Linked DNA regions of Mus musculus: all the other regions are linked to region 2. Evidence: chromatin contacts called from public Hi-C and capture Hi-C data. All regions are on one chromosome and are shown on one strand. The core of a region is the stretch at or near the end of the contact, and the rest is flanking DNA. Distances in the headings are between cores, read along the strand shown.

Region 1 (2,700 bases), core at 115-2,614, 100 kb after region 2:
GTTGCTCTGTGGAGACCGGGGCCTGAGAGGAGCCCCCAGGGCCTGGAGTTACCAAGGCCACGTAGAAGAGCAGAAGCGTGCCTCCAATCTCTGAAATGAGAGACGGAGTATGGCGAGTTCTGGAAAATGTCCACTAGAAGGTAACATCAGCTAACTGTCCACGCAGGGTTATTTTTATTTGAATGCATAACCAGGACTCGGGGTTTTCTCCCAAAAGATTCCAGTAGGGGGCAGCAAACATTAGCATGGATCTCAAGCTTACAATTCTTTTACTGTGTGAGAATACTTTAAAACCGTTTATTAAAAAGACTTATCTATGTGTTTGAGTGTATGTACACCATATGTGTTGCCTGGTTGCCACAGTTGTCTGATGAGGGGTTGCATCCCCTGGAACTGGAGTTGGGATGGTTGTGAGCCACCGTGTGGGAGCTGGGATTTGTACTCTATATCCTCTGCAAGAGCAGCTGGTGCTCTTAGCCTCTGAGCCATCTCTCCTGCTCCCAAATAAATCTTACAGGAAAGAGCTTCCACACAACTTGACCTATGTTTTATCTTATCAACCTATAATCGTGTCCCGTGTCCCTGAAAAGCTGCCTTGTGATCCCATGTATGAAAGCAGAGGGGAGCAGTGGGAGGAGACAGGAGACTTAGGAAGAGAGGGCAGCTGGGCGAAGGCCAGCCTCAGCTACAGGGGACCCTGTCTCAAAAGGAGAGGAAAATGAAAAACCATGCAAGACACTGCGGCACATTCCCGTGATCCTAGCGCTTGGAAGGCAGAGAAAGGATTGCCTAGAGTTCTCTCCACAGCCAGCTTAGGCCAGCCCTGGCTATATAATAAAACCCTGTCTCAAAATAAAAACATTCCTTCATCCCCCTCTGAGCCACTGATACCTTGTCGTCCGTCCACCACCCCCACCCCCCCCCACCCCCGCCCGGGAGACACAAAGGCCCGTTCTTTCCACAGAGGGCGCCAGCACACCAAGGACCAATTCCACCCAAGTTGAACTTCTGATGAGTCAGTGAGTTTATCTGAACATGGGTGACCCCCAAACAGCCGAATCCCGAAGACCCGCCCCCGCGTAGGAGCCAGCCTCCTGAAAGCTGCATAGCTTTAACGATGAATCTTTTACTTCCTGTACATACTAATACCCCAGGAGTCCAGAGCCGCTGGCGCAGTATCCCCTGCACCGGGGGCTGGTGCCCAGGAGGGTGTGACTGCAGCCTGGGCTGAGAGTCGTTGGATGAGGGAATGGAGGCCGGCCTGATCTTGGTGGGGTCGCAGCTGCTCTGCTGAGAATGTGACAGCTCTGTTCTGGACAGAAGGCAGCGGCAAAGCGGGAACTACGGGAGCTGCCTAAGTCACACGTGGCTGTTGAGAACTGCAGACTCAGCATTCTTGAGAAGCCAGCGCCTGCCCTGGGGCTATCTTTTGACCTTTTGTCTTCCTCTTCTTCCTCCCCACTTTACCTCCCCTCTCCAACCCCTCCCATCTCCTCCGCTACCCCCCCCCCCCTTTAATTTTTGAAACCAGCTCTCAGACCATGCTGGCCTGGAACTCAAAAAGCTCCACCCACCTGCCCCTGCTTTGGAGATCCCAGAGCCATGGGATACCTGCCCAGGAGAGCTGCACACAGGAGTGGAACAGTGACATCAGACATGGACTACAGGATTTGGGATTTGCCTGGGCCAGGTTTCGGCCTTGCTTTGGTCTAGGATTCCCTCACTGTGCCCCACTTCCTCCTCTTGGAACTATAATCTCTATTCTGTGCCGCTGTGTGTCGGCAGAATGTAGTTTACTTTTCAATTTTACTGAGGGTTACAGTTAAGAGATGGCCTGGTCTTTAAGTGTTTGGACCTACACAGAAAGGTCCGGGGAACCTGACTTGGGGAACAAGGGGATGAAGAAAGACACACAGGCAAACGGAAGGAGAAGCAGGGTCTGGGGAGAACTGTGGGACTGTGATAGGCAGCCTATTTTGGTTGAATGGGGCTTGCTCCTGTGACCCAATAGAGAAATCTACAAGGGACGGAAAGGCGAGCCACGTTCCCAGAATCAGGTGACTGTCCATAATTCTGTGACTATCAGTCTTGCAGACAATGTGCCAAGCTTCGGGCATTCTGGCTAGACTCCACCCTCACAGTTACCTGTCTATAGCCAGATATGTTCCTCCCCACAGTTACCTGGCAACAGCAAGATAGCCCAGCCCACTATAAAAGGGGCTGCTTGGACCCTCCTAGCTCTCTTAAGCTCTTACCTTTCTTACTCTCTAGCCCTACTTCTCTCTCCCTTTCCCCCTCTCTCCACGTGCTTGAAGGATGGGAGCCCGGTGTCTAACCTCCCGCCAGAAGGCCATCCCGTGCTCCAGCCACGGATCTGACCAAGGACTCACACCCACATGGGAACCATCCAGGACCCCCTCTCCCCCTGCACTCTCCTCCCCTCATCCCCGGGGCCCAGTGCTGTCCCCGGGGCCCTTATTCTGTTCTCAGCTCCTCCTCCGTATCCAGCGTGGGATGCCGGAGGCTGAGAACCTGGTACCTAGGGCTGACCCTTGTCCACCACCCACCGTGTGGGCTCAGTGGCTTCACACAGCCCAGATGTCCACCTGGGGCCGCGTGAAAAGCGTGCGCAGTCCTCCCGTGTCGCCCGCCCAGAACACCAGAACTCTGGCGGGTCGTGGACTCTCTCCCATTCCCCTC
Region 2 (2,700 bases), core at 199-2,698:
GCTCTCAGATATAAAATGAGGGGTGGGGTGGGATGGAGAAACACGTCTTCTGAGTTTCCTGTCAGACACTCTACAGCACTGGCCATAGGGGCTCTGGGCCCTTCCCTTCCAAGCCATGGCCCACTGAGTCGGCTTGGTTCAGTGCCCCTCTGTAGCATGTACCCCAGAATGCTAGCTGATATTCAAAGCAGAGTCCTCAAGCTAAGGTGAGTTTAGATGGCCCAGAAACCCTTGATTCTCAGGTGTGTCTGTCTGTTCTGAGGACTGTTTTTTGGTCACCCCCACCCCAAAGTCTGTTGTTTAGACCCTAGTATAGGCTACCTTTCCCGTGCCAAGGACAATGGCCACCCCATCCCCAGGTAGATGGTCTGGTCTGGTAACCTGACTCTTGCCCATCTCTTTTCCAGCCCCCTTCTTTTGGCTCACAGAGCTTTTGGACATCAGGCCAAGAGCCAGGCTAAGTGTAAAGCCTTATGCAGTCTACCTATCATAGCCAGCTCCTGGCCCCCAGCTCACCCCAGCCCTTCCTGCCTGGCTCGGTGACTGACCCCCGGTCCACGCCTCAGCCATTTCCCGTCTCGCCTGCCGCCATCCTCCTTTCCCCGCCCTCGCTCCAGCCTCTCCCAGATTCACTCTCACTGGGCAGTTCCTCCTCCCCCTCCCCATCGCAGACTCTCTCCCCATTTGGATACCTCCGAACCACTATCCAGCCACCAGGTTATTTGCTTTCCTGAAGGGTGTGATGAAGGAGATCTCACTTTATTTTATTTTAGTTTAGGGTCTCTGGGGATGAAGGAACAGTTCATCCTCCAGGGTTGTTGTAGGAAAATTGAGGAGCTGGTGGTGTGGTAGAGCAGGTGGGGAGAAACTCTCCTTACCTCTGTCATCAGGCGGTCTGCGCCGCTGTTCTCCTCATCCTTGAAGATTATGTCGGGGTTGTAGTTGGGTACGAGGTCCCGGAAGCGCTCCGACCCCCTTGTTACCCTCCCCTCCGCTGGCCCACTCGCGCCCAGGGTCCGCTCGGGCATACTGGGCACAAACTGCTTGTATAGCAGAGGCACAAGTTGCTTGCGCACATAACGCCGCCGGCCAACCGGTCCTCGGCCCGGCCCGCAGCTCTGGGCAGATAGTGCCAAGAGTGCCAAGCAGCACAGGGGCAACAGACTGGCCGGCAGAGCCATGGGTGCCGTGGACTTGGGTCGGAAGGGAGCGTTCTTGTCCTCACTGGCTCTCCTGTCAATTGGGCATCTCCGCAGGAGCTAAAGAGCACCGCAGATAGAGAAGGTCCCAGAGTACCTGGAGCGCTGTGGCTCTGAACACTTGGCAGCCGCTAACTCTGCCTACATGCCCTGGGGAACCTGGAACCTACTACTGATAGACTACCATTTACAGAGCAGGTGGGTCGAGGGTGAGTGCCAGCCCAGCCAGTCTCTGCTGCCCGGCTCCCGTGCTCCCAGAAACGCCCTGACTCCGCCTTAAGTGGTCCCGGGCCCCGCCCCCCGCCCTTCTCTCAGGGCTGTCCCGCCCCCTCCCACCCGGGCGGGGGATCTAGCAGTCACAACTGGACACCACTGTTCCATTACTCCACTGAAGTGTGTCCCATCCTGGAAACCATGCAGGCACCTGCTTAGGAAATCCCTGAAGCTTTAGAGTCCTGGCTGCCTGGATAAGCATCCTTCTACCTCCGAGTCTAAATTAGGCACCAAACTATCTTCCTGGGCACTAGTCTTTGCTTTCCTAAAGTCTACCCTGGCACGCCATGCCCTCTGCTGTCCTCCGGGAAGTCTGAGTTCCAAGGCCATCCAAGCCCTTTGGGCAAGCCATCAAAGCCTCCCATCTCCGTGCTCCTCCTCAAGTCTCCCCGATTTCTCTCAACACTCATCCATAACCAAGCAGAGATCCCAGAGGATCATTTTCCTTGGTGGTTTTATATCTTCTTGGGAACAGAGCCTGACACAATCCAGTTTGAGACATTAAAAAAAAAAACAAAAACAAAACAAAACAAAACAAAAAAAAACCCTACTGTGTCTGTCTCTGCCAGCACATGCCATAGCACACCTGTGGAGGTCAGAGGGCTTTTGGGAGTCCACCTTCTCCTTCCTCAGCGGGCTCTAGGGATTGAGCTCCGGTTGACCAGGCTTGTGTGGCAAGTGCTTTTACCTGCTGATCTACCTTGCCAGGCCAGGACTTTCCAAGTTTTATGTCCTCTCAAATGGTTGCCAGATACCCACTTTTTATCCCTCCTCTCCTTCTTTTGACAGACTTTACTGTATGTAGTTCAGGCTTGGTCTCAAACTCACTTCACAGAGCAGGCTGACAGCGAATGTTTTCTCCTTTGGCCTCTAGCTTCCCAGCACTGAAATTAGCCATGCACTACCACACCAGGTTTGTGTGGTGCTCGGATCAGAACCAGGGCCTTCAGGGCTCAGCAGTTAAGAGCACTGACTGCTTTTCCAGAGGACCTGAGTTAGATTCATAGCACCCACACAATGGCTAACTCCCTTCTTTCTGTAACTCCACATCCGATGGGGAGGGGGTCCAATGCTGTCTTCTGGTCTCCTCGGGCAACAGGCATACAATTGGTACAAGCAAAATACCCATACTTATAAAATAAAACGTAGCCTGGCGTGGTGGCGCATGCCTTTAATCCCAGCACTCGGGAGGCAGAGGCAGGTGGATTTCTGAGTTCGAGGCCAGCTT
Region 3 (2,700 bases), core at 177-2,676, 92 kb before region 2:
TATGCATTCATTTCTTCTCTGCCCAAAGTTCCTCTGTCTCCTCCACTCAGTCACTAGGTTCAAGGCCTCTCCATTACTTTTTCTCTCCTGTCAGGGACCCTGCCCTGCCCATCGCAGGCACCATCCCTGCCCCTTCTCTTTCTCTGTCGGAACAGTTCCACACCGAATGTAGCAGGTGTGGATGGCCCACCCACACTTTCCCTGAAACTAACCCTTGAGTTGGCAGACGCTACCTTCCCTGGTTCCTCCTCTCTCCTCTGTTTCAAGTGTGGGAACAGGTATAGGTGGGAAAGAAGAAAAGGAAGCAAACGAAGCCTGGAGAGAGAGAAGGAGCAGGTGAGCCCAGGGTGGATGGGCTGAGCGACACGAGAACAAAGAGGGGCATCGCTCACTCCCTCTCTCTATTTCCCTGTGGCGTTTTCCTGGTGTCCTCTCGGATGAAGCCTTCCTCGGTTTGACTGATGACATCCACAATCTCCCGGATACTGTCGCTCAGCCCTGCTGTCTTCCCGCCTTCCCTGGGCCGGGTGTTCCCAAGCGCAGGCAGGGTCCTCTCATTCCGCCAGGAGGCGCCTGGGGCGTCTGTGTCGCTTCCATCAGAGGAGCCGCTATGGACGCTGAGATCCTCCGCTTCGTCTGAGTCCGAATCTGGGGCGGTGTGGCGGCGGATGCGGGACACGGCTTCTCGCAACGCCCCGGCGTAGGGCCCTGGAGTCCGCGCCCAGCCCCCGCCCGCGCGCCGCGGGACACCAGCCGCTTCTGAGCCCTTCAAGCTGCCGGCGCATACCGGAGCCGCTGGGCCTAAGGTCGGGTGCTCTTGGCTACCTGGCTGCGTGGGGGCGTCTCGCGGGTTCACTTCTCCGACAGGGAACCCCAAACCGCTGGAGGAGCGCTCCTCCAATGAAGAATCCCCCTGCTGTCCGACCTCGGCCTCGCACTCGCGACCCTCGCTCGGTTGGTTTAAGACTCGACTGCTCAACAGTCGCTTTTGGCAAACTGAAGGGTTGGCAGCGGCCCCCTCGCCCTCCTCCTCGTGACAGGGCTTGGGTTGACTAAGGCTGTCGCTCACACTGCACGACTCCCCAGAGGGCACGAGCTGACCCTGCTGGGTTCGAGGGGTCGGAACGTACTGGGACTTTATCACCACGCATGTGGCGTCAATGACAAAGATGCCTTCTCTACCAGCGGGACCTCGGGAAATGCGGGGCAGGGTGTGGGCACGGCGGGTCACCTTCCAAACTTCCAGGGTCTCATGTTCTGCCCCCTCTCTTTGACCCAGGGACTCTTTCCACCCGGTGCCTCCAGGAGCCCAGGGTCTAGGGAGCGTCTGGCTGTGCCTAACTGGAGGCTTTTTAGGGGAGGCAAGCCAACACGTGGGAAGCCATATCTGCTCACTTCCTTCTTTCCCTTTCCTTGACCCCCTGAGGTGCTGCCTGGACCTGGGAACAGGACGAGGTGGGCTGCTGATCGCGGACCTAGAGAGAGCTGCGTCCGTGCCTGGACCGCCAGTCGTTTTGCCTTGGGAATGACTATCGCCAGCACTGTTCAGGCCAGCAGCAACTAGGCCTGAGCTTTTCTCTATAGCCCCTTTGCAAGACTCTGGCCTAGCTCTGGCTGCTGTACAGCCTGGAGCACCTCCTAAGAGTCCCCGTCCCTGTCTGAGACCCCAAGCTCCTAGAACATCCCGGTAGATTCGAGGATCCAGCCTCTTCTTCGTGCGCCCTCCCTCTGTCCTGGTGGTGGCTGGAACTGGGGCTGATGAGGTGGGCGCCCGGGAGAGCTCCGGGCCTCGCTTAGTCCCCAGGGTCCTGTGGGGACCTTCATAAGAAGGTGGAGCCACATAGGGTGGCGGCCGGTCCCAGCGGCGCCTTGGGGCTGTGCCTGCAGAGCCTCTCAACAGCAGGTGAGCCTCGTAGCTAGGGGGCCCTGGCCTTCTGCCTCCCCATGGCCCCGCCCATGCAACCCCTGGGTCACCCTGCGGGAGCACGGATGGTCGGGGCGCTCGCCCCACCTGCCCGAAGCGCTCTGGTCTGGAGAAAACTGGAAACCCTGTAGGTTGGGCTGCCCGAAGGGCGTTCCGGGGCTCTGGGCGGGGCTGACCTAGGGGACTCCGTCGGGCCCCGCCAGCCTTGCGCCTTTTTCTCTCGGTCTCCTTGGCCTCCCGCTCCTGCGACGCCGCCTTTCTTTTCTCTTGTTCCCGGGCTCGGACCTCGGCGGGGGGGCCCGCCCGCCAGTTGGTTGCCTCCTGCAGCACCCTGGAGGCCCAGGGTCGGCGGGGTGGCGGCTCAGGGGATCCCGGGCGCAGCCTACACCTGGGACAATGAGCAGGAACCCAGGTGAGCAGTTTGCGGGGACAGAGAGCCGAGGTCCGGGGAGCTGGGAGCACTGGAGACCACTTGGGGCAGCCATGTGGGAGGGTTCGTGTGAGTGTCTGAGCGAGTGCACGTGCGTATATGTTAGGGCTAAAGTCGAAATGAGACTCCTCGCCATCTCTCCATGCACACTTTAACAGCGACTGCCCCCATCTCACCGCCTGCCACTAGTACTCCTGTCCCCCTAAACAGCGCTCAATGATTCAGGCCCCAGTCCTCGACGAGTGGGGGGAGGGAGGCGCGGGAAAGAGAAGGGAACAGCAGCAATTGCTGGTGCCAGCGGGGAGGTCTGGACCCCACTTCCCGCCCCACCACTTGCTGCCCCTCA

Evidence for each region. Hi-C and Micro-C count contacts between places; a contact is called where the count stands out from the background. Capture Hi-C pulls out chosen DNA fragments and counts their contacts.
Region 1: a contact with region 2 is called in a Hi-C map of bone marrow-derived macrophages, with 3 times the contacts expected there. The contact joins the enhancer-like site here to the promoter of Dhh in region 2. A contact is called at or near these places in 29 of 39 promoter capture datasets (the 3T3-L1 cell line, 3T3-L1-derived adipocytes, the C10 cell line and 19 more), 9 of 15 datasets of contacts at CTCF or cohesin (CD8 T cells, the G1E-ER4 cell line, the NIH/3T3 cell line and 6 more), 226 of 484 Hi-C or Micro-C datasets (the 3T3-L1 cell line, 3T3-L1-derived adipocytes, the 4T1 cell line and 130 more), 71 of 115 datasets of contacts at active chromatin or transcription factors (the 230-238 cell line, CD4 T cells, CD4 single positive thymocytes and 45 more) and 4 of 9 other capture datasets (adipose tissue, embryonic stem cells, liver and 1 more).
Region 3: a capture Hi-C map of embryonic stem cells shows a contact between it and region 2, with 2.6 times the contacts expected there. The contact joins the promoter of B130046B21Rik here to the promoter of Dhh in region 2. A contact is called at or near these places in 10 of 39 promoter capture datasets (embryonic stem cells, epiblast stem cells, liver and 2 more), 18 of 484 Hi-C or Micro-C datasets (the C2C12 cell line and embryonic stem cells), 8 of 115 datasets of contacts at active chromatin or transcription factors (embryonic stem cells, extraembryonic endoderm stem cells and stem cell-derived neural progenitor cells) and 4 of 9 other capture datasets (adipose tissue, embryonic stem cells, liver and 1 more).

Annotation. Positions count from the first base shown.
Region 1 is chr15:99,000,482-99,003,181 of GRCm38.p6, forward strand. No RefSeq gene overlaps it. Among named protein-coding and RNA genes, the nearest start is that of 4930578M01Rik, 16 kb to the left of the region's middle. Within about 2 kb of position 1,365, at least 44 of the 459 cell types and tissues checked have an H3K27ac peak or open chromatin away from gene starts, as enhancers often do. A contact at or near this core is called in CD8 T cells, the CH12 cell line, the G1E-ER4 cell line and 15 more, where this site is marked.
Region 2 is chr15:98,897,092-98,899,791 of GRCm38.p6, forward strand. It overlaps Dhh (desert hedgehog), which reads right to left and starts at 1,449. Exons shown (of 3, transcript NM_007857.5): 1 at 879-1,449. The coding sequence starts at 1,181.
Region 3 is chr15:98,804,889-98,807,588 of GRCm38.p6, forward strand. It overlaps B130046B21Rik (a long non-coding RNA gene), which reads left to right and starts at 1,427. Exons shown (of 3, transcript XR_003951472.1): 1 at 1,427-2,336. It overlaps Ddn (dendrin), which reads right to left. Exons shown (of 2, transcript NM_001013741.1): 2 at 1-2,312. The coding sequence ends at 389.